Linked DNA regions of Sus scrofa: region 1 is linked to region 2. A link is a contact called in public HiChIP or PLAC-seq data. All regions are on one chromosome and are shown on one strand. The core of a region is the stretch at or near the end of the contact, and the rest is flanking DNA. Distances in the headings are between cores, read along the strand shown. Region 1 holds the start of AGFG1 (arf-GAP domain and FG repeat-containing protein 1). Region 2 holds the start of MFF (mitochondrial fission factor).

Region 1 (5,442 bases), core at 1,539-4,038, 130 kb after region 2:
GCACTATGCCAAAGAGCAGCTGAGAGCACGTTTTTCTTTATAGGAAAATTTTCCTTTTAACTGATAAATGAGGAAGGAATGACAGAATACCACCATTCTATTACCATTAATGAATTAATGACTCTAGACATTAATCATCAATGACTGCCAATGTCATTAAAAAAAAAGAACCCCCCCACCTGATGATGGGCCTCCTGATGGAAGAAGACAAACAAAATTGCGCCACCAAAAAACCCCAGAATAACTGGATGCCAGTGAAGTAGGTCCAACAACATTTTTCTTTTTCTTTTTTAGGGCCTCTCCTGAGGCATATAGAAATTCCCAGGTTAGGGGTGGAATTGGAGCTGCGGCTGCCAGTCTATGCAATACCAGATCCAAGTGGTGTCTGCCACCTACATAATACACCACAGCTCATGGCAACGCTGGGTCCTTAATTCACTGAGCAGGGCCAGGGATCCAACCCATGGCCTCATGGATACTAGTCGGGTTTGTTACCGCTGAGCCATGATGGGAACTCCCCAACAACAAATTTTTAAGACACAAAGGATAGAGCAAAGTGTTAAATGACATAGGCTATGGGAAGCGGCATGACCAAGGGTCCAGTTCCTAAACATTAGTTTCAAGGAAAGAAAGAGAAGGATGGATAACCACAGACTAAAAGAGAATTTATGAGACATATTACCCATTTATAAGGTGAGGATTCAAACAAACCGTAACAATCTTCTAAAAACATGGATAATTGGAAACCTGAACTCTGATGGGATATTTGATGATTTTAAGGAATTACTGTTAAATTTTCAGGTGTGCTGATGGTATTGCGGTTAAGTTAAAAAAAAAAAAAATCCGTTGGCCGAGAGTCCCCGTCCTGGCTCAGTGGAAACGAATCTGACTAGCAAGCATCCATGAGGACGCAGGTTCGATCCCTGGTCTGACTCAGTGGGTTAAGGATCTGGCATTGCTGGGAGCTGTGGCGTAGGTCACAGACGCCGGTCTGATCTGGTGCTGCGGCGGTTGTGGCATAGGCCAGTGGCTTCTGTTCCAATTTGACCCCTAGCCTGGAAACCTCCAGATGCCACAGGTGCAGCCCTAAACAAAGCAAAACAATCCATTGGCCAATCCAAAATCTGTCCATCCTTTCAACATTAAAACCGTTAATTACTATTAATAGTATTGTATCGATATGAAGTCTTGGTGGATTCACCCAATTCCTTTCATGGAACGTCTGGAGAATGGTCTTGGCAATTAGGAAACCTGGGTGTTTTTTTGTTTTTGTTTTTTTCTTTTTTTGGCCGCCTTTCCGCTTATGGAGTTCCAGGGGCAGTGATCGGATCTGAGCCCCAGCTGCGGTTGAGGCACAGCCGTGGCAACGCGGGATCCTTAACCCACAGTTAGGGCTGGGCGTGGAACCTGTGTCCCAGCTCTGAAGAGATGCCCTGGATCCTGTTGAGCCACAGCAGGAACCCCAGGGAACCTTCACTTTTCCATTCACTGGTGGAGTGACTTTGGGAAATGAGGGGCAGGGATGATTTTTTGAACATCCTGCTGGCTGCAGATTCTTGGAGTGGTTAAGAGATTTGAGTCCTGCAGTCAGACTATCTGGATGCCCTAAGTATGTCCTAGTATAAACCATGTGTATCCTAGGCTAAATGTACTTAATCCCCCAGAGCTTCTGCTTTGTAAAATGCAAAGAACAATAATGCTTACTTCAAAGGGATCTTTTGATGATTGACTGAGATACTTAATGCATTCATTCCAAAAATACTGAGTACCTAGCCTCCAGCTCTGGGAGGGGCAGAGAGTGGAGTGGTGAAGAAAACTCTGGGATCCAGGCTATCTGGAGCCTAAAGGGAGATCCCAGATAAAACACAGTAAACGCTAAATAAGAAGGATTTCAAATCGCTGGAAATATGAAGAAAACGCCACACAGCGACTTCATTGAGAGCAGCTTTCCAGGAACATGGGCTACAGTATTAAGTAGGCTGATCGGGCTGCGGAAAGTTGCCTGCCATGGCTGCATGGACAACCTGGCCTTCCACGTGTAGCTGTGGTTCTCAGCCTGGTTGATTTCATTTCCCTCTACCACAGATCTACATCTAGCAAGATCGGGGCATTTTCGATGGTCACAAGTGGCGGAGGCGTGGGGAGGTTGTTCTGGCATCTAGTGGGAAAAGGCCGAGGTATCCTACACTGCATAGAACAGACCAAAAAAATGATCTAGTCCAAAATGTCAGTAGTGGCATGGTTGAGAAAACCTGCTGTAGAGAGAACAGCAAGGGCAAGGGTCATGAGTCAGGAGGGAGCTTGCTGTATATGGGGTACAAGTGGAAATCCAGTGTGGCTGAGTAAACCAGGATGAAGTGAGAGAGGGGGGCTGGGATAGAGGATGGAGCGCTATTGAGGGCACATGTTGAGGAACTTGGAATCATCCCCAAAGCAGCGGGTAGAGAGCTTTAAGCAAGGGAGGAAGGTAACCTACGTAATGCGCTCAACCCTGTAAGCGCAGCCGCAGTAACTCCTCCTGGCCAGAAGGCGGCGCTGGTCAACACTTGGCCTCGGGCCGCTCGGGGCGGCCTTCCTCTTGCCGTCTCCCTGCCTCGCTTTTTCCCCTCAGGAGAAGTCGGGAAGGTGGCGGCGGCGGCGGCGGCTGCGGCGGCGGTTGTCCCGGCCGGGCCGGTTGGTGTGGTCCGTCAGCCTGCGCTCCGCAGCGTCCGCGCGGCGCCGCGCCCAGCTTAGTCGAGTCGAGCCGCGGCGGCCGGGTCCGGCGCGGGCGGCGCGCGCTGACGGAAGGCGGCGGCCGCGGCCAGGGCGGCCGGTGGGACCGCGGGTCCCCGGCGCAGCGCCGCCCGGCTCCCGGCCCTGCCGGCCTCCTCCCTCGGCGCCGCGGCCATGGCGGCCAGCGCGAAGCGGAAGCAGGAGGAGAAGCACCTGAAGATGCTGCGGGACATGACCGGCCTCCCGCACAACCGAAAGTGCTTCGACTGCGACCAGCGCGGCCCCACCTACGTGAACATGACGGTCGGCTCCTTCGTCTGTACCTCCTGCTCCGGCAGCCTGTGAGTGCGGGGCCGCGGGGCGGGCGGGGGGCCTTTCCCTGGGCGTGGGGAGCGGGCGGCGGGCCAGGGGCCCTGCAGGGGTCCGGCCCCGGGCGGCGGTTGGGGCGCGGGCTCGCGGCGCCGGGGGGTCGAGGCCGGGGGCCGAGATGCGGTGGGCCCAGGCTGCTGGGCTGTGGGTGGGCTTTCGATTTCGGTGGGCCGGGGTCCAGGCCCGGGGCAGCCTTTGTGGGTGGGGCGTGGGCGGGGCTGGGGTCAGGAGGGGGCGCCCCGGGTGAAGGTCTCTAGTCCCTTGGAGCCGGCGCCGCCTCCCTTGGGCCTCGGCTCTTGGCTGCTGACCCCACGAAGCTACGGGGAAAAGACGCGAGGAGCCTGGGGAGGGCCGTGCGGGTCCTTTGTGTGCCCCGCCTCCCGGCGGCCGGGGCGCGGCGGTCGAGAGCGAGGCACCTGCCGGGCGCCGGTGGGGGGCGGGGGGAAGATGCTGGGGTGGGAGAGAGCAGGGACGCTTAGTCTGGGCTTTTCCTTCTAGGCTCGAGAGTACCTAGATCACTACGAGAAAGCTGACATTTAGGAGTAGCAGCGAAATTAAAATGTCTTGATGGCAGAGATGTGAATCCCAGGGGAAAAGTTAGAGAGGGTTAATTGGGGGGGGGGGAGGCAGAGGAAGCAGACGTGAGGTTGTGGGGCTTTAGCTTTATGGTCCAAAAAGAGTCAGGAGTTTGGGGAAAGTTTTAATGGAAATAAGGTATTGATTAGAAGCTGTGTCATTGTAAGTATGGTGGTGATATCTGTAAGATTTCTGTCAGTACCAAGTGTCTTGGCTGTATTCAGAAATGGGGAGCGGTGGAAAGACAGCATTCGGAAAAACGGAGACTACCGTCTTGAAATACTGGGATGGTTTCTATTTGTGCTTCTTTGCTTCATTAAACTTAGTTTTGATAAGCCTCTTGCTGTGATTGAAGATTCTTTTTTGAGAGTTTCCTTATGATTTTAGAACAGTAAGTTGCTTTTATGTACTAATTATTTTGTATCCAAAGTCATTTATTGACGAAGTGGTCATTTATTCTATCAAACTTCTTAAGTTCTTTCACTTGTACCGTTCTTTCAAATAAAGTAGTTTGGTGCCCCTCCCCCCAAAGAAAAATCTTTGTAAGATTAATGCTGAGACAAAGTATATAGCATATGAGGAAACTCATTCTTGGAAAATGCAAGGACTGCCCAGTAGTGTACGACTTTTTTTTTTTTTTTTTTTTTAAAGAGGCTTTTTGGGGGGGGGCGGGGGCAGAGAGGCATTATTAGGCTTCCATAACTATGATTTCTTCAACAAACATTTATTGGGTGGTTTACTAGGTTCTTTGTGAAGCCTTGGGATGTGTTGATGAACGCAGCAAAAGCATTCTCTTGGTGCTTGCATTCTATTGGAAGAGATGGTAACACATAATTAGTAATTAAATGAGAAAAATGTCAGGGGTAAGTATGCACTAAAATAGTATGATGGGAGAGACCTTGTCTGAGAGGCTGCTTTTAGATTGTAGAGTCAGAAAAGCACTCTGAGAAGTTGATAATTAGTGATGTTGTTGAATTACAACAGAATCTTTGAGCTGGGGGTATGTAGGAGATAGAATGGTTCATGCTTTTCATTTAGAAAGACCTAGTTGTCAAGCAGCTTTGCTTCTAAAATTAAGTCAGTGGTCCAATTCGTTTTAAGTATATTTGACTTTTATTATGTGCATCATAAGTATTCCCTATTTTTTACTAAACACAAGGTCCTTTGATACATTTAAAGTATTTGGTTTGAAAAAGGCAAGTATGTATTTACTGTTCTGGATTTCTGACATTTCTGTTTAGGGCTTTATCAGTGTAAATTTAATTTATTGCAGCAAATGTATAATATCAAGAAATATTTACAAATTTCTTCCTAGATTCCACGTCAGAAACATTATATATAAAAAGATATCTCAGTATAATGACAATTGTTTACTTTAATGGAATTTAATCTGTAATAGATAGGACTCAATATCTCTGTTTAGTGGTGATTCCACAAATATTTATTGCTCACTTGGCCTGTGTCATACACTGTGGGAGGCACTTGTCCTACTTGGATCTCACTGTCCTTAAGGAATTTGCAGTCTAAGTATGAAAAGACAGTTATGATACATTGTAATATTTCATTTCTTTGAATGAGCTATCCTTGGAATATGTAAATAAATAAGGAAAGCTTCCCAGAAGATTTGATGCCTGAGCAAAGTCCTTTAAAGACAAGATCCATATGGCAAGGGGCTTCATGCAGTTGAGAAGAACACGTGCTTGTGAGCTAGAGAAGCCTAGTTTTGAATCTTGGCTCCACTTAAAAGCTGTGTGGTATTGAGAATGTTATTCAGTCTCTTTGAGA
Region 2 (5,462 bases), core at 2,383-4,882:
AGGCTGCGTTAAATGACAAAAAAGATATAATCAAAGGAAAAGACGAATAGCAATGCTGGGTAATAATTCCAAGATAACCAAGAAAATCATTGCTCAAATAAATATTTAGATGCATTCTCATAATTGGGTCCAAAAAAACCTAACTTGAAAACATACTAAGTTGAAAAATGTACTAATCCATCTTAATAAACTTATTTTTACGGCTGACAAGTAGAAGAATGAATGCTGTGTTTGAACACATTCTCCCTACTTATAAGCCTGTGTAGAAAGAAAAATCTTGGTCAGTCTCTAAGGGATTCTTTGCAGCTACTGACGGGGCACTTGTGGAGTGCTAAGAGTATGCAGCTCACCTCAACCTAATCCCAGCTGGGCTACTATAAGTTAAGAGACAACCAAACACAGGAAGAGAAGTAACTGGTTTTGAATGAGTGGACTCGATTTAACCATTCAGATAAATTTGACCTTCTCTAGGTTTTTGGAGGCTGTACAGTATTTCTAAATATGCGGACATTGCTCAAAACCTTTTTAGAACTATCTTTTCTTTTTTCTTTACTTTTCTGACCACATCCAAGGCATCAGGAAGTTTCCAGTCCAGGGATCCAATCTGAATCCAAGCTGCAGCGAGTCACACTACAGCTGCTGAACACCAGATCCCTCACCCACTGTACAGGGCTGGGGACTGAACCTGTGCCACCACAGAGACAACGCCGGAAACTTAACCCTCTGCATGGCAGAGGGAACTCCTGGAATTATAATTCCAATTTATCACTCAAACAAGGAAAAAGATCTCTTTACATTATACCCAACAACTACGACATGCTCAATATAATTAGCTCCATGAAGATGTGGACATGAGATGCAGACCTTGGCCTCAAACACAGAATTTATAATCTGGTGGGGAAAACAGGGCAAAAATATAGATAATGATACTATTGAACAGAATGATACTATTGACAAGTACCCTAAGAGCCAACAAATAGCGATTTAAAAGTTGGAGCCCTCAGGAAATCATAAAAGATGGGACATTTTAAGTGGACCTTTAAGGGCAGTTAGGGTTTCAAGAAGTAGAAGGTGATCAGAGAGTAGGATGGTTTTCTAGGTGGCAGAAATAGCATAGATACAGGTAAGTAGTTAGGAAAGCATGAAACAATCTCAGAGACCCATGAATGGTCAAGAATATAAGGAATATATGCATAAGTATCATACACACACGTGTGGTGAGTAAGGTGGCATAGCAGCAGGTGAGGGCCATGAACTCCAAGTTGAACTTGTACCTCATTGGTTGGTATAGAGATCCACTGAAGACTGTGAGCTTAAGAGTAGACTGTTCCTATAAACGGGAACATGGAAGATCCAATATCTAATCTACTGCCCTTCCAGGCTATTTCAATTTCAAGTGTTTTTAAAAATTATTGTACTGCTGTATGGACTTTTGAATTTGTTTAAAAAAAAAGTAAGTTATCAATTTGTTTTTGTATTTGGGGCTTCAAATTTGGGATGTCTTTGTCACAAACTGCAAAAATAGGTTCTTTGTGGATCCAATATCTAGAATTAGAGAAAGAAAAATATTGGAATGGGGAGGCCAGTTAAAAGGGTAACAGCCCAGATTATGGGTAGTGATTTCCCAGTGGGAGCAGAAAAGGGAGAGAAAGTGGACAGTTGGCATAGAGGTGGGAGAATTTAAGGGGCGGGGGCCTTGGGAGGCTGTGAAAGATGACTTCAGAATTTTGTAACTTGTAACTAGAAAAAAAAAAAATCTTGCCATCAACTGAAAAAGGAAATTCAGAACTTATCTGGATTGGGAAGAGGAGAAGTTTTGAAGTTTGGAAGCCCTGTTGGTATCAGAGCTCCAACAGGATGCTTAGGAAGAAACGGCCAGAACTAGTGCAACAGGATGAGACAATCCTGTTGATATATTTAGATTTAAATACCACCTTTCTCCACCAAAGATTTGAGGCAACTATGGGTGCAAAGGAGTCAAGGGTGGATTGAATCATAAACAGGAATGTCTACACTAATGATGGAAGAAAAGGAAAAGCCCATCGTGAAGCTTTATCACAAAATCAAGGGAGCAGAGTTTCCAGCAAGGGCGAGAAAGTGCCTTTTTATAAAATTTGAGAATGTACTACCAGACAGTGTCAGGTGCTTTGATGTACTACATTCTTGATTAATTTAACAGAATCAAATGATGCAGGAAGATTAAGGGTGATCAATATTAAGGGAGGAAACTTTGGATTCGGTAATTGGATCACAATCTTCATTTGAAAGTTATTTCAACTTCCCTGGGGAAGCACAGGAATAAAAAGCAAACTGAAAGTAATTAATAAATGGAAAGATACTACATGAGCAGGAAAACTCTCACTTCTAAAGGTTTTGGTCATAGATGGCTTATCCAGCTTGGTCTCTAAATTCCCCCAGAAGGTGAACTTGGAATGACTGATCATTCCTAAAATCAATTTATTCTTAAAGGATAAGAATAAATCGTATTGGAGTTCCCGTCGTGGCTCAGTGGTTAACGAACCCGACTAGGGACCACGAGGTTTCAAGTTCGTCCCTGGCCTCGCTCAGTGGGTTAAGGATCTGGTATTGCCGTGAGCTGTGGTGTAGGTTGCAGACGCAGCTCGGATCCTGCGTTGCTGTGGCTCTGGCGTAGGCTGGCGGCTGCAGCTCCGATTCGACCCCTAGCCTGGGAACCTCCATATGCCTCGGGAGCGACCCAAGAAATGGCAAAAAGACAAACAAACAAAAAAGAATAAATCGTATTTATTAACGTTAATAACGAAACTAAGAATTTGTTCTTGGGCCCACTGTGAAGAAGGGGCCCAAGAATGAAAAATTCTCGGAGGACCTCCCAAATTATTTTAAAGAATGCTAACATCTCTGGAATATCTTTAGACTCTAGAGAAGTACATACTTACACGTCTTTGTTTGTCTGTTTGTTAAAATCGAAGCATACAAACTTTTCTGTGCTGGCTTCATTCTGTCCCAATATTGATGAGCAAGGTACTGATTCCCACCCCCACCGCGCCCCGCCCTCCACGAAAGTCAATAGTTAGGTGGTTATAGGCAGACAGTTCTTGGAAGCTAAATAAGGCTGCTAACTACTATGAAACCTAACTTATTTTCTGCGAATCTCACCTTGAAGTATCAATGAAGCCAGTAAGGGCAAGGATCACTGTTAAGGAAGACAGAGTCAGAGGGCCTGAAAAGTCGTCAAAATTGGAGTTTAGTGTTTAAGAATCTCTTGCAGAACTGGCGGAATACGCAGATTCTTAGGCCTCAGACCAGTCCTCATTTAATACAAACAATCCTGAAAACTAGTTATTTAACGAGCTACTAAAGTTTTACCTTGTAAACACGAGATTCTTAAAGATTCCGTACGCTCACAAATGTAAGCCTGAGAGAACACCTGCTACTCGCGGTTGGCACACTTTGCCCACAACAAAGATGTCGCCGGAGCGCCGTCGCACTGCCCCGCGCTCCTACGCGGGAACTTTACGTCCGCCCTTCCCTGCGTCACATGACCACGAACCTGTCTCAGCTACGGCTCCTGGAAGGGGCCAGTCCCGGACGTTCTCGCGTCTCTCCCCGCCCGCTGCGGGCCTCTCCGGCCGGTGGTTTGCCCGGGCGCCTCAGTGCGCTCGGCCAACGGCCTCTGAGAGCGCCCATCCGAGCGCCCTGGGAGCCGGCGGGCGGCGGCCCACGCCGGGGACCCTCCAGCGGGCCCAGGGGTGAGTTCTGACGTCCTCCCTACCCCGGGCCTGGGGTCCTAGCCGCCGCCAGGCCTAGCGCGGTGGCCTTGACCCTCTGGCCGATGGAGGGACTCGCTGTACCCCGGTCGGTTCGCGGTGTCGTCCTGGGTGGAGTCCCGACCTTGAACTTTGGCCTTTCCTCCTCCTCAGGGCGTTGCCGCCCCTTCGGTGCCTGAGAAAGGCAAGGGAGAGCAGTGCGCTCTCCTGCAAACGTTTTTGGGTGTCTCGTTTTGTCGATAAATGTAGCTTTTCCGGCTAGAAAATAGTTTGGGGGTTGGGACACCCTAAGGGCGTCCTGAGAACTTAACGCGATGTTTAGCCGGTCATTTTCCTTATTCTTCCCAGCCAAGGCCCTGGTACCTTTCAGTATGACCTTGAACCCGACGTCTGCCGTCTTTAAAAGTAGTTTTTGCTTTTCGTTTTTCCTTCGTAGAAGATAAAGTGTTGGAGATGAAAGGCTTTGTTGGAAGCGCAGGCACCCGCGGGAGGCCCCTGGTGGGGGCCGGTGTGTAAGCATCCTTGCCCGCAGGTGTGGCTGCCTGGCGGGAGATGCTCCTAGCATTTCCTCCCAGCAGAGAAGCTGGAGGAAAGCTCAGATTCCCGTACCGCCGGTCCTCCGTCTGCAGGAGTCCCCTTTCTTTGGTGGAAGAAAAACCTCCGGCTGCCATCCCACAACCTAAGAGCCAGGGAGAGAACCCTTTCAAAGGTGGTGACCTCTTAGTTACAGAAGATAAGAAAAGCTTTGGGTCTCTGTTCTCAAGTACAGAACCAGTTGTATACAGGCCTCTCACCCCACTGAGAGACTTTAATTGAGGAATCTTAAATGTATCCTCTAGATGAAAAACGTTTCTTTCCGTGTCAGTTTCATTGCTAATACGATCCCAAAGGAGAACTCCCTAGGAACTGGACGGGAAAGGATCAAAATGATTTAGTTGTGCTTGGTAGTCTCTTCCTATGTAATTAAATTATTTGTGGGACCCGCCTCTTTTTGGTTTCAAGCACTTGTGAATTGGTTTTGCTATTTTTTTCCAAAAGGAAATTGTGTTGTCTATCCCTTCCTGTCTGATAGGGCTGCCTCATTTTACGATTAAAAGTTAGCTGTTCCTGTCCTCCCTTCTTGTGTTGAAACTTGTTTTCTGTGGACTGATAACCTTATTTTAAAATTTGTTGATTTGTGTTTTCTAAGTTTTCAGTGACTTTTTTTTTTTTTTTTTTCCTTTTTATGGCCACACCTGCGGCATGTGGAAGTTCCCAGGGTAGGGGTCGTATGGGTGCTGCAGCTGCGCACCTACACCAGAGCCGCAGCAACGTGGGATCTGAATCGAGTCTGTGACCTACACTGTAGCTCACCGCAACACCAGATCCTTAACCCACTCAGTGGGGCCAGGGATCGAACCCGCATCCTCATGGGTTTGTTACCGCTGAGCCGCAAGGGAAACCCTGCAGTGACTTTTCTTTAAAAATTAAAATTAATCCCGGATTACTACACCATTATTTTCTAATATACCCATTTATTAAGTATAGTGTCTTGAAAAGAGAACTGAAACAAGGTGAGCTGTATAAAAGCCCTGAACCAGGTCCACACAATTACGTGATCAACAACCTGACATTTTTTTAGTGTTTGGGGAATTATGTAAATCTTTGCAACCACAATCAGTTTGATCCAAGTTGCTTCTGTGACTTCCTGGACTATTTCTTCGGATCCCAGTC

Evidence for each region. HiChIP or PLAC-seq counts read pairs in DNA pulled down with a chosen protein or histone mark.
Region 1: a contact with region 2 is called in an H3K27ac HiChIP or PLAC-seq map of alveolar macrophages. The contact joins the promoter of AGFG1 here to the promoter of MFF in region 2. A contact is called at or near these places in 2 of 47 Hi-C or Micro-C datasets (heart right ventricle and liver) and 1 of 2 datasets of contacts at active chromatin or transcription factors (alveolar macrophages).

The regions. Positions count from the first base shown.
Region 1 is chr15:128,896,018-128,901,459 of Sscrofa11.1, forward strand. AGFG1 (arf-GAP domain and FG repeat-containing protein 1) reads left to right here and starts at 2,789. Exons shown (of 15, transcript XM_021075860.1): 1 at 2,789-3,053. The coding sequence starts at 2,887.
Region 2 is chr15:128,764,809-128,770,270 of Sscrofa11.1, forward strand. MFF (mitochondrial fission factor) reads left to right here and starts at 3,633. Exons shown (of 8, transcript NM_001244126.1): 1 at 3,633-3,731.